Regions from separate parts of the Mus musculus genome. Here region 1 is linked to region 2. A link is a contact called in public Hi-C data. All regions are on one chromosome and are shown on one strand. The core of a region is the stretch at or near the end of the contact, and the rest is flanking DNA. Distances in the headings are between cores, read along the strand shown.

Region 1 (6,729 bases), core at 315-2,814, 770 kb after region 2:
ACCGAAGCCCAAACTCTGTCCGGCCACCAGCTCTTGTGGTGGTAGGGTGTCCCACTGCCCTCTGCACTGTCCCTTGAGACTAATAGCCTGGACATGCACACATCTTGAGTCCACAATGCTCTTCCTAATATCCCTTCAGGAATAGCCCTTCCTTCTGTCTTTGTAGGGTGCTTTCAGAGCCTAAAATGAAGACATGTAGCTGCTATGTGTTGCCTAGCAACAAACCAGTGTGTAGTCCAGCATGTACATGATGAACACATATACACAAGATAAGTAAGATGTTGAAGTGGAAACCTAAGGGTTCTTTGGAGAGTCAGTTGTGTTGGATGGTGTTTTACTGGGGCAAACACATGAAGGAGTGTTTTCCTGAAGTAGACACAGGTGAAAGGCTAAGGCAGACTCATGACTTACTCTTCTTTACCAAAGCAGACAAGATGCTCTCTGAAAGCAAGCACGTGAAAGGACACGTGATGAAGGAGTCTTCGCTAATGATGCTCGCGCATGGATTGGTCTGCTTTACGTTGCATTGTTGAGCTCCATTTGTCAGGACTCCATAGAGAGAAACACACCAAAAACTTCTGGTGGTGTGCTGCAGAAACTTCTTGCCGCTTCCTTGGACTTCTTCATCATTTTCCCTTTGGTCAAGCACATAGGCCATTGGAAGATCATATGGGTAGTTGGGGGAACCCTGGGCTGGAGTCCAGAGCCTCAGACCTGGTTACCATGCATGTCATCAAGTGCCTTTCCAGACCTCAGTGACTCATCAGACTGGGACAAGAATGGCCACCCAGTCACCGCATCCAAACCACACTTCACACTCGCAGTCACAAGGAATATATCCAGACCCCATTCCATACTTGCCCTTACAAGGAACATACAAGGGACATGCTACGATGGCCCCTATTTTATAGGGGAGGAAACTGTCGAGGGGAGGTTAAGTGAGAGAGGGAAGACATGACCGTCATTTCATTTCACGAACAGTAACATTATGGCACTCAGAGCGTGGAGGCCTTTCAAGGGATGGCTCAGAGGGAAAGAGTGCGTGCTACACACGCATGAGGCCCTGAGTTCAAATCCCCACTGGCTTGACCTCATGGGCACCTGTATTCCCAGTGCTGTAGTGGCAGAGACAGGAAGAGCTTGCTGGCTGCCAGGCTAGCTCCAGGCTAGGTGAGAGATGATGTCTCGAGGGAATAAGACAGAGAGTGACAGAGCAGGACAGCTAGACTCCGCACGTGCACATGGATGGGCACACGCGCACACACACACACACACACACGCACACGCACACGCACACGCACACGCACACGCACACTATGCAAGGCTAGGTGTGGCTCAGCACTTAGGAGGCTAAGGCATGGCAAGCTTAGGTCAGGTTGAGGTGCATAACAAGATTCTACCTTGAAGGAGAGAGAAGGAAGGAGCACAAACAAGATCCTAAATACTGTATCAGACGATTCACAGGAGACATGCAAATGGTCCTCCACCCTCTGAAAGGCTTCCTTTAACACAGCACAAATAAAAGAAATGCAAATTCAAATTGCTCCAAGAGACCTTCTCTCGAATATCAGATTGGCATAAATCCAAACGTTTGGCAACTCTCCTTCCTGGGAAGGCTGCAGAGAAGCAGGCACTCTTACAGAGAGCGATGGGAATGTGGAAGTGGTTCTGCTGGGCGTGGGGGAGGCAGACGCAGAGCTGTTCTTTTCTTTGCAATTATGGAGACTGAACCCATGGCCTCGGGCACACGACCCAAGCCCTCTACCACGGAGCATATCCACAGAGATACATCAGCCAAATGCTCCTGGGTCAACAGAAAGCCCCTAACTGGGCTGGCGAGATGGCTCAGCAGGTAAAAGCACTGACTGCTCTTCCAAAGATCCTGAGTTCAAATCCCACATGGTGGCTCACAACCACCCATAATGAGATCTGACTCCCTCTTCTGGTGTGTCTGAAGTCAGCTACAGTGTTCTTATGTACAATAATAAATAAATCTTTGGAGTTCTGAGCAAGCAGGGTTGACCAGAGAGAGCAGATGTCCTAAAAATTCAATTTCCAACAACCACATGAAGGCTCACAACCACCTGTACAGCTACAGTGTACTCACATAAAATAAATAAATAAATCTTAAAAAAAGAAAAGAAAAAGAAAGTTCCTAACTGTGGTCTTATTTGTAGCAGTAGCTAGAATCACATGAGGGACACCCATGCGCAGGAGGCTTGGCGGACAACACAAGAGAGGACTTTGTGGCTACAATGGAACTCAGGGCCGGGGGTGGCGGCGGGATGACAACCAAGAAAACAAGATATAGGAAAGTGTGACTACACCTTGGTCTAAGAAAAGGGTCAGGATGCGTTTTAACTTGTGTGTGTGTGTGTGTGTGTGTGTGTGTGTGTGTGTGTAAGGGCATGTGTGAGTGTAAGTCCTTCCCCTGGAGCTGGAGTTATAGAGAGTTCTGAGTCACCCAACAAGGGCACTGAGGATAGAATTGGGTTCTCTGGAAGAGCAACAAGTGTTCTTAACTGCTAAGCCATTTCTCCAATCCTAGCAATTACACTTTATAGATAATTAAATTAATATAAGTTGAAGTAAGGATAAAGTGTAAACTTTTCCATTAAAGTGATGAGGAGGATTGGGTAAAGGGGACGTAAAAAATGGGTCTCTTGGGCTGGAGAGATAGCTCATAGGTTAAGAGCACTGGCTGTTCTTCCAGGAGTCCTGAGTTCAATTCCCAGCAACCACATGGTGACTCACAACCATCTGTAATGGGATCTGATGCCCTCTTCTGGTGTGTCTGAAGTCAGCTACAGTGTACTCACATACATAAAATAAATAAATCTTTGCTGGGCAGTGGTGGGCACACACCTTTAACACCAGCACTTGGAGGCAGAGGCAGGTGGATTTCTGAGTTCGAGGCCAGCCTGGTCTACAGAGTGAGTTCCAGGTCAGCCAGGACTATTCAGAGAAACCCTGTCTTGAAAAAAAAAAAAAAAAAGCCCGTGAGATGGCTCCTGGGTAGAGGGGCTTGCCGCACTCAAACCCTGATAACTCAGGTTTGCTCACTGGATCACACAGTGGCAAAACAGTGACTCCACAAAGCGTCCTCTGACCTTCACACATGCATGCCATGGCACACTCGAGTCCTCCCCTCACCCACTAATGATAAATACATTTCAAAATAATGCTAACAATCTAAACTATTGGGGTGCTGGTGAGCCACGCAGGCGTGACTGCTGCAGCCATGATGGTTCTCAGAAGCTCTTTGAACACAATCTTTCTGCTGTCACAGATGTTAGAAAGCAGGGCTGGCTATGTTGCTCACTGGGACAGTGCTCACCTAACAAGTACAAGGTCCTAAGTTCTAATCCCCAGAACCTCAAATAAATGTTTTTCATCACAAAACATTTTTAAAAATCTTGTATTTGGTAAGTGTTCATTTTGGAAAGCTTCTTCTTCTTCTTCTTCTTCTTCTTCTTCTTCTTCTTCTTCTTCTTCTTCTTCTTCTTCTTCTTCTTCTTCTTCTTCTTCTTCTTCTCCTTCTCCTCCTCCTCCTCCTCCTCCTCCTTCCTTTTCCTCTTTTCTTCTTCCTCTTTTCTTCTTCCTCTTTCTCTTCTTCCTCTTCTTTCTCTTCCTCCTTCTCTTTCTTCTTCTTCTTCTTCTTCCCTCTCCTCCTTCTCTCCCTCCTCCTCCTCCTCTTCTTCAGGTAGGGTCTCCTCCTTGTGCCTCTGCCTCCCAGTTTGTGAAGTGCAGGGGATGGAATCCAGGTTTCATGCATGCTAGGGAAGCACTCTACCTACAGAGTTAAAGCTCAGCCCTGACAGTTTCTTAGGAAACACCAACCACTTGACCCAGAAAATCCACTCCCTGCTATCCATTGATGAAAACTAAAGCTAGCTCACTCACTGTCTGCCTTCAGAGTATGGGTGGGCCAGTTGCTTCAGGTTCCTGCTTCCTTGACTTCCCCACAGGATGGACTGTACCCTTTCATTGTAAGATGGAATAAACCCTTTCTCTCAGAGAGGAGAGAGGGTGAGAGAGGAAGAGAGAATGACAGAGAGACGAGTTGTTCTTGTTTTAGTTTAGATTTCTTGTTTGTTTGATATCCAAGTGAAGATTTAAATGTTAAAAGTTATACTTTGGAAATGATCCAGCTGTTCTGAACTATAGTTTGGCACACAGCTGTGAAACTAAACACACATGTCCCTGTGGTCCCTCTGGTAGGGATCAACCCCAGAGAAGCGGGCATCTATATTTGCACAAAATCTAGAAGTGTAACATGTTCAGTGACATTCTTCATAACTATCCCAAACTAGAAACAAGCCAAATGTCCCTCATCCAGCAAGCAGATAAACAAATGGCACCGTGTCCATGAAAAGCCATCGAATGGTGACAGGAAGGAGCAAATGTGGATGGCTTTCCAAGCCCTGGAGCCAAGTGAGAGGAGCCAGATTCCATGTGCAAAGGCACACTATGGGGACAGAAAACAGAGACCAGGCTGGAGATGGGAGGAGGGGTTGCCTATGGCAAGGCTTGATGAAAGGGCTCTATATCTTGACTGTCATGATGTTTACACATTTGCTATACATTTGTCAAGTCTCATAGACTGTGTAGTTTCAGGGATAACTCTTACGGAATGAGACTAACAGAACACAAGCGCTTGAAGACTGACCGGCTGTGAATGATGCATGAGTGGAGGAGGAGGAGTCATCTGGCAGGAAAGGCACAGGCAGGAATGTCTAAGACCCACAGGATCTCAGGGTGGGGATGACCAGTGGACAGCAGGACGTTAAAGGTGGAGACCTGGAGGTGACATGACCCTTGCCTCTCAACTGGCCTTCCCTTGAATATTCTTCTGCCTCCACCTCTCATGTGGGCCACCTTGCCTCCTAAGAGAACCCTCTTTAGTTCCATGTGCTACCCAGCTCACGCAGATCGCACATCACTGTCCAAGTTCTCCTAAGAGCTGAGCAGGGCCCTAGTGTACAGAGAGGCTCAAAGTGGTACCCACAAGGACCTTCCTGGTATTTCTGTATCTTGTCCAAGTTTCAGAAAACAGGACTCTTACCCTGTGTGGAGAGCAGAGAGCCGCTCTCATCTGCTTCTCTGAAATGGTCTTATCCCAGTGTAGAAGAAGGAAGGCTCAGCCCCTGGTCAGGGGCATGGGAGAGCACAGACCTCTCACCGCAGAGTGTCCCTGGACTGGAGAGAGTGAGAGCATCTTTGTGGTTCTCAGGTTCTCCAGTCTCCCCAGTTGCTGTAACCTTAATCCTCCCTGCTTTCCCGAAAACAGAGCTGACAGAGATAGTTGTGTTTTAGCCACGACTAAGGATGTTTAGCAAGGAGAGATGGGGAGGGTCCAAACCAAGGGGAAATGCCAGCACATGGGGAAGTACTGGGTCGAAAGAGGAAGAAAATGGCAAATATACAACAGGCTAATTAAACATCATCACAGGTTACAGAGCTGTTGGTAGGCTGCTCACGGGAGCAAGCCAACCTTGCAGAAGAGAGAGGAAATTTCCATACCCCTCCACCAGGGGGAGCACATGTGCCATTTCATCTGCAATGGCTGTGTAGTGTTAGTCCCACCCTGCTTGGATTAGGAAGAGCAAGAGGTGATACAGAGAAACCACCAGCCAGGAGCTCAAAGGCTCAAAGGTTGTTAGATGGGTTGCCGCTCTCTGGTGGTGTTCGCACAAAGCAGAATCGTCCATAGTTCAGGGACTCTGGATCTAATCTGGTTGCCTCCACTATGCAGCTGTGTGGCCGTGGCCAGTTCACTGCATCTTTCTGGGCATCTGTTTCCACCTCTGGAAAACAGGGCGGTGCCTTTCCCGCTCAGAAATGACAGGAAAGGATTGACGTTGCAGACACCCACAGAGTTCTGCCTTCAGGAGTCTCTTTAGTGAGAGAACAGAAGAGAAGAGGCTGGTGAGCTGGCCTCTCAACTGGTGGCTGAATGAGGCCTGGTGAGGAGGATGTGCCCAGGGAATGTCCTTGAACACCAGGGAAGCATCCGGGTACCAGCATACTCCAATCCTGACTGTGCCAGCTATTTGCTGGGGAGCCTGGTCGAGTTTCTCTCTTTCCCTGAACTTCGATTTCTCCCTCCTTGAAGAAAGGGAACCACATCTGATTCTTGGAGTTCTGTACCCCTCAGCTCCTCTCTCTCCAGTGGCTCTGGGGCCACCAAATCTGAGGTGAGGTCAGGTAGGGAGAAGGTCACCAAAATAGGCCAGCTCCCTATTTAGGGCCCAGAGCAGGACACTGATCACAAAAAAATTCTCAGTGAGGCAGAGTCAGACACTTCCTAGGGGAACGGTCATTGAACAGCAGGCACTTAAGCTGCCCTAAGCAGGGGCTCTGGTCCAAATCTGGGGTCTTGATCCTCTGTGAAACCCTGCATATTTCCTCACATTCCCCAGGAAGTCTGAGTCCCCAAGAATGGCCCTCTAATGCCATCTATAGCAGGGGCAGAGAACAAAGCAGGCATGAGTTTTGGAACTGTCTGTAGTTGTGGGAGCCACAGCGCTTTCAAGGAGAATTCCCCAAGGAGGTCGCAGACTACACTTGAGGAGCCCGGGGCAGTGAGAGACAGGAAATCCTGGCATGGGAACACTTGTCCAAGGGGATGAAAGGCCAGGAGACTTTAAAGGGGGTCTCGGGAGACTGGGGCGTCCTGGTGCAGGGCCCCTCTTCTTAGGAGTGATATAAGGGCTTTGGGTGAATTCC
Region 2 (6,721 bases), core at 245-2,744:
TTCCAAGGTCCCCTAGAGAGTGCTTGGGGAGAGCCTGCGGTGCTAGGCTGAGAGCCTGTTCTTGGAGGCGATGGTCCAGGCAGCGGCCTGCAGATGGGCTTTCTTCTTGGAGTGTTTCCCTGAGCCTCAGGGCAGAGACAGTCGAACGACATTTAATGGAGATTGGGAAGTGAGGACCTGGAAAAAATAAAGGGCACATCGCAGGACCTTTGCTAGCCAGAGGAGGACATGAAAGCCAGTCTGGGCTGAAAAATTCGTAAGAGAAAGAGCTTTTTCAGTTCCGTCCTCCACACTACTCAGGAAAGAATGGGTTTCCTGCAGTTTCCTTGCAGAAACTGAGGCTGGTGGCCTCTAGGTGAGGATTTGCATTTCCGGGCCACAGCCCGGGGAGAGTCCTGGCCCTTGCATCTGCAGCCAGCAGACCTCACATTCCTCATGGGGTTTGGTTTCTCCAGCTCCAAAAATGCCCTGGGACTAGGAGGGGGAGATTATTATAATGAGGACAGAGCTTCCTCCTTCGGGGTAGAGACAGGCTTCTTGAGGATGCACCACAGGGCATCTGTCTGGGCGGGACGGCAAACTCTCAGCATCTTTTCTAGATCAGTTTCGCCAAGCTCCTTTCTAGCCCTTCACTCCTCACTTCTACCAGGCCAGTGTTCCTGGTCTATGATGCCCGCTTCAGCAAGCAGAGCAATTATGATCGAATTCTGGATTCCTAACAGCTTGGAGAGGCTTCTCTTGCTGAGTGCACCCCAAATCCCTGCAGGTGACTTCACACATAGGAAATGTAAGGGGTAAAAATTAACTTTCCGGCTGTACAAGCAAATCGCAGGAAGGAAGGGACCACTGTCCAGGGGACAAGGCAGTAATCCCCCTCCCCGGGTAAAGCCGGGGGGGGGGGGGAGATGCAGCCCTGATGCGGGGGAGGAGATTGAGTGAGTTTTAGGTGGATCTGTAGAGTGGTCCTGGAGCGCTATGAGGTCTCCTGAGAGAGCACCACCGCTCTAACCTTGACCACTGGTCCTCACTTGCATCCGGAAGCCCCATCTTTGAGTGGCAGCGTCTTCCACCTTCCCACCCTCTTCCTCCTCCACCTACTGGATGCACTCTCAACTCCGCAGCCCCAAGGAGTAACAGATTTTTTTTTCTTTTTATTAAAAACAAAAGTCACGGATACAGGTCTCCCCAAATAGGCTCAAGATGGTCGCCATCTCGTGAGTCAGTTGTCGCCCTTTTAAAGTGCTGTTACATTACACAACAACAACAACATCAACAACAACAAAATCACAAAGCAAATCCAAAGAGGAATGAATGTAAAACGAGGACTGGAAAGGGTCCCAGGGGAAGTAAAATAACTTACAGTATAAATAAAGTGAACCTAATACTGAACCAAGAGACTCACAGTCCAGTTTGTCTCCATTGCACATAGCCACGTTGTCGTTAGGAACAAGAGTTTCAGAAGTGGACAGGACGGGGAGTGCACGGCCATAGCCAGCGAAGATGCTACGTTATATTCACATTCGGGGTCCCAGGCCCTACTCGGGCCCGAGTGGGAGGGGTCGTAGAAGAGGTCTCCCCTCTTCCCTTTCTTTCCCCGGTGGGTCCAGTTTACCCCTTGAGGTCTGATGCCCTGGAGTTCAAAGGAGGGGCGAGGCAGTATTTACAATGGGAAACCCAACGGAGCCCGGCTGGGGACCGGCGGGCGGGCGGCTGTATTTACAACGGTCAGGTCCTAATGGCTTGTTCCTCGCTCTGGGCCGCCACTGCAGCGGGTATTTACAGAAAGGAGCAGCATGGCTTGAGGGCGCGTGGGCGCGGCCAAGCCGGCGCTAGGGCAGCAGCGGAGGCTTGAAGGAGCAGTTGCCGGTGCAGTGCCGGGGTGTCAGCATCTTGCAGGAGAAGTGGTGCAGGGCGTCGTGAGCTTCTGGAGAGAGAGTCACACCAACCTCGTTGGCCGCCTCGCCTGCCTCCCTGCCCCCCACCCAGCTCCACCAGTCTCCCCTCCCCCTCGCTGGACCCATCCAGCCCTTGGGCACAGGAATTCTCAATGGAGCAGAAGGGAGGTAGAGGGGCAAGAGTGAGGCTCTGGCCAGTCAGAACTATTTCTTAGGTCCATTAGCCCCATTTTACAGACGGGGAAACCGAGGCACAAAGAGGTCTAATTGTCCCAGTCTAGGGTTAGGCCAGAAAGCAAATTTTCGGATGCTCAGAGCTCAATGGGCTTTTTCGTCCTACATCAAAGTTATAAAATTTCACCCCAGTTCCCTTCTGATCCACGTGGACCCAGGCCGCCTTTCTTTCAAACATCTCCATAACTACACCCACCTACACACCCACCCACCATTCACCATCCATTCACCCACCCACCCAATAGTACAACCAGCCTTGACTCTCTCTCAGTCTGTCTGTCTGTCTGTCTGTCTGTCTGTCTCTTATCTTTGTTTCTGGGTTCACACCTTTTAATTTCTGCTGGATGGCATAGCGGGCCTTCCTCTCCTGGTCCAGTTCGTTACACAAGGTATCTGGAAGACATGGAAGTTCTGTGAGACCACCCTCTAGGCAGATGGCTGAGGTCACAGCCTGGGCACAACCTCTCCCCTACAGAAACCACCCCAGAAACTAAGGAGGGGACACCTACACTTCAAACTGCAGGCTGGGAAGCTGGGGGAGGAAATGGCCTGGGATGGCGCTTAAAGGCAGACGGATCTAACCAAAATTAAAGCAAACTTAGGCATTACTTCCCAGGTAATTTTACGCCTCGATTTTTAATTTAGAAACCGTGGAAATTGCAGCGCTAAGAAGTTCAATCACTCCACGTAATGATGCCTGCAAGCCGTTTGCTGGGCTCGCTTGCCATTCTGAGGCTAATCAGACTATACAAAGGATATTAAATAAAAAAAATAATTGTTAAATTACCTTCAATTTAAATCCAAATGACTGAGCCAACATTGCGGCTCCTGCCAGACAGAGGCAGTTACGGCCGTGCGCGCGCTCACCTGACTCGCGTCTTACCTCTGACAATTTGCAGCTGTTGCACCATTTCTTCCCGATAAGCCAATTCCCTCTTCATTTGATCCTGAAAATTATCTGTGCAAATTGATTAAGTGAGAGCTGTTAAGCACAGCCTCCTCTCCCGGCTCCACTTCCCGCTCCCTCCCATCCTCACCCCTGCTCCCACCCCCATCCAGTCCTTCACCTAGCTGGAAACGCTGGGCCCTGGAGTTCTTCTCTCCCCTGGGGCAAGCGGTGGCTGCTGCCCGCACCCAGTTCCTGGGGCAGGTTTGGGAAGCTGTTGAGGGGCGGGGAAGGAAGTACCTTTGAGACTCTGGAATTCCCGCTCCAGCTTCTTCCGAAGCTCCATTTGCTCCAGAAGCAATTTCTGCAATTCTTCTGTGAAGGGTTGGGAGAGAGGTAAAGTATGAGACTGATGCAATCCAGGGTACCCACTGGGGCCAAGGGTCTGTCCTGGCCAACAGTCCTGACACCTGAGTCGAGGCGTCCCAAGCTCTGGCTTTTCTTTCTCATTTGAGCTCCAAGCTTTGGATGGACGATGGGGGCTTGGGAGAGGTGCCAGGGTGTTCACATTCAAGAAGGTGCAAACTATTTTACATGTCTGAACCCCTGGCTCCCGGGAATAACTGGGGCCCCAACATTTGTTTTTAAGTTTCTAGTAACTGCTCAACCTTAGAGGATGGCCCCACAACCACCATTCCCTATTTCAAGGGAGACTTCTAATCTCTGCTCTAAAGGCAATTCAGGGAGAATCTGATAAAACCATGAACAGCCTTGCCAGAAAAAAAAGAAAGAAAGAAAGAAAGAAAGAAAGAAAGAAAGAAAGAAAGAAAGAGGGAGGGAGGGAGGGAGGAAGGAAGGAAGGAAGTAAAGAGACACACACAGAAAGTTTGTCTACAATTTCAAGAAGTACTGAGGCTCTCAAGCACAATGGTCTTGAAGTTGTGACATCAATCTGAGGCTAGGAAGAGTGGAAGATCACTGCTCCTACCCCCCCCCTTGCCACCCTGGTGCGGGGGTGGGGGGTGGGGGCTCAGTTCAATGCCGCCAGAAACCTGTTCTGGGGGGAGTGCAAGGACAAGCTGCCCCAGCAGGAGCTCAGTAGTATCTAGGTCCTTCCATGAAAAGGCTCCTTGGCAACACAGGAATGTAAGATGCTGAGCCAGAGAGGGGTTCAAAACCCCTGTCCCCTTAAGCTACCCCCCCTCAATCTCCCAAAGACTAAGCAGCAACAGGAGAGGGTGTCCTAGTCTGCAAGTGAGCTCCAACCTTACTACATTATTATGTGAACAGTTCAGTCCCAGAGAGAAAGGTAGCCTTTCATGCATTCTGCAATAAGTGCCTGTCTGCCATCTTGTTCTTCAGGAAAAGCTCCATTTTCCCTGGGTTTTGAGAGACCCACATTGCCCACTGGTTACAAGTCCCAGAATCAAGACCAATTCTTTCTCACCGGGTCCTTCAAGACAGACTCAGGTCTTGGGAACCCAAACTTCCAATAAACTTACTGGGTGCTCTCACCTGCACCCCTGTGCCAGGTGTCCAAAGGGTGATTTTTACCCCCTCTGGGTGAAGTGAGTCACTAGAGACTACAGCCCCTCTCCTCTTAAGAGTCCCTCTATCTCAAGTACCTCATGGCTCCATTTCTCGCATTTAACCTCACCTCTGGCCAGGTTCTCGATATCTTTCTCCACCAGTTGAGTTCCTGTGACATCCAAAGTGAGCCCATCCTCACCTACGACACAAGGGCAGGTAAGAGGGGGATTCTGTCCTCGGGAAAGCCTTCAGAGGGGAGGGGGAGGGGAGCTCCTGGGAATCCCGCCAAAGGAAGGACTTACGCCAGACGCGTGGCTTTCCCACCTCCCCACCTTCCAAGACAGTAATTTTGGGAGAAGGCAAGTGAGTTCAGGAGGCTGAACCCTGGCAGGAGGCGCCCTTCGATCTATTCTAGGTGAATGAGGTGGTTCTCCCCTTTCCTTTTAGTACCCACCTCCTGTACTCAGAAGACCCTCAATGCCAACAGAGAGGAAACAAGTCCGGAAACCCGGCCTGCCCCTCCCCCACAACGTTAACTATCTGCTCAGTGGCATCGTTTGTTCGTGATTAAAACCTTCCTCCAAGCCTGTGGTGACCCGGATGCGCTGGATCCTCAGCTCAAGGCTACCGGTGAGAGCCAGGACTGCCGGGGCTCACCTCGATCTGTATTTGCAGGGCTTGGCTGGGAGACACTCCTTTGGTCTGAAAAGGATTTTCTGGTTTCCAAGTCGTCGGCTGTCGTCGAGTGATTGTCTTCCTTATCCGGCTCTAAAAGGCAGACCGAGTTTCAAGGAGAGGCAAAGAAACCGTGACCCGGATACTGCAGAGCGGCCTCGGTTGGGGCGCCCAAGCCCTAATTAAAAACGTCGTGGCCGCCTCTGGTTCCCGGCTGTGCGCCCAGGCGCGCGCCCTGAGGCTTTGGGCCGGGTACCCCCTCCCCTGCACAAGGTCTGCTCCGTTCCGGGCTACACGTCCCCGCCCCAGCCCCTGGCCCCCAGGAAAAGATCAAGACAAGCAGCTGAGCCCACCAGGGACAAGCGACCTACATTGCGTGCGCAGATACTGGGGCACCGGGAGAGCGCGTGGCCGCCGGGTTTGTCCGCGCCACTCCAGCAGAGATCGTAACCCAAGTGACAACCTTCCGGGCATTGGTGTTGTAGGACACTGTCCCGCACCCGGCTGCACAGGCCGGCTTAGATTTCTGTTGCCCACCCCTCACCTCCGCTCTTTCCCAGCTAACAACAGGATCCCAAATGCAAATGCAGGGGTGATTCTTGATTGGGGCCGCAGCCTTTTGGGATACCCTAGAGCGCAGCCACTAGCCCTCACCCTGTGCCCGGATCAGGCCCGGCCACCCCCTTAAGGCCACCAGCCTAAGGCTAAGCACGTTTCTGGATAAATGAAATGGTGTAAAAGAGATGTCAGGCAGGCGTAGGTTTTTGGAAAGGTTTAAATCTCCGATGAGGTGTACTGGAGATTGTGCGTGTGTGAGTGAAAGGGGATGGGTTGGGATTATTTTTAAGTAGCCAAACCCTGAGATTTGGAGTTTACACTTAGTTTTCTTTTTCTTCTATTGTTTTTCTTCCCCTTTCTCTATCACCCCTTTTCTCTCCGTCTCTTTCCGCCCCTCCCTTCCTTGAAAGGCCTGCCTTGGCTCTGGGTTCTCTCTGTACTTCCTGCATTAAAAGGGCCAGAGACCTCAGGAGGCATTACCGTGGGTCTCTGGGGTGCAGAGGTAAGAGGCCGCGGGCCCCAGCGCCGCCGCCACCGCCGTACTCTTCACGTGTTCGTCCCTTTCAGGCGCATACACCTGCGACGGCCGAAAATGACAGGCGATTAGGCGGGACACCCTTGCCCAGCGGGCCAACAGGAAGGACGAGAGTGTGGCAGAGGTTGGTGGGCCCTGGAGACCTGAACGCAGTGATGACGTACCGTAGTGGATTTGGGATAATCTTTGGTACTCCGGAACAAATTACTTAAAACACAAAGCCGCTTTCAAGCCAGCGGCTGTCCAAAGCCACCCCCACGTTCTATGCTCACTTCCTGAGAGCTACCTTTCCTCTCTGTGTCGTTGCCAGCCTAAAGGATGGCTTTCTCGCGCGGGCAATGGTTTCTGCTTTAATAAACCCAGCGTAAATGGACAAGTATGCGCATCTACTTTCAAAACAGCCAATCC

What was found. Hi-C and Micro-C count contacts between places; a contact is called where the count stands out from the background.
Region 1: a Hi-C map of the N1E-115 cell line shows a contact between it and region 2, with 8 times the contacts expected there. The contact joins two enhancer-like sites. A contact is called at or near these places in 13 of 39 promoter capture datasets (the 3T3-L1 cell line, the C10 cell line, the HPC-7 cell line and 8 more), 1 of 15 datasets of contacts at CTCF or cohesin (pro-B cells), 2 of 484 Hi-C or Micro-C datasets (the N1E-115 cell line and embryonic fibroblasts), 10 of 115 datasets of contacts at active chromatin or transcription factors (the NIH/3T3 cell line, astrocytes, craniofacial prominence and 7 more) and 1 of 9 other capture datasets (embryonic stem cells).

What each region holds. Positions count from the first base shown.
Region 1 is chr9:63,910,642-63,917,370 of GRCm38.p6, forward strand. No RefSeq gene overlaps it. Among named protein-coding and RNA genes, the nearest start is that of Gm36033, 30 kb to the right of the region's middle. Within about 2 kb of position 1,565, at least 6 of the 459 cell types and tissues checked have an H3K27ac peak or open chromatin away from gene starts, as enhancers often do. A contact at or near this core is called in the N1E-115 cell line, where this site is marked.
Region 2 is chr9:63,137,042-63,143,762 of GRCm38.p6, forward strand. It overlaps Skor1 (SKI family transcriptional corepressor 1), which reads right to left. Exons shown (of 9, transcript NM_172446.3): 3 at 6,259-6,355; 4 at 5,203-5,313; 5 at 4,673-4,744; 6 at 3,316-3,390; 7 at 3,013-3,087; 8 at 2,457-2,522; 9 at 1,123-1,924. The coding sequence ends at 1,830. Among named protein-coding and RNA genes, the nearest start is that of Skor1, 6.6 kb to the right of the region's middle. Within about 2 kb of position 1,495, at least 8 of the 459 cell types and tissues checked have an H3K27ac peak or open chromatin away from gene starts, as enhancers often do. A contact at or near this core is called in the N1E-115 cell line, where this site is marked.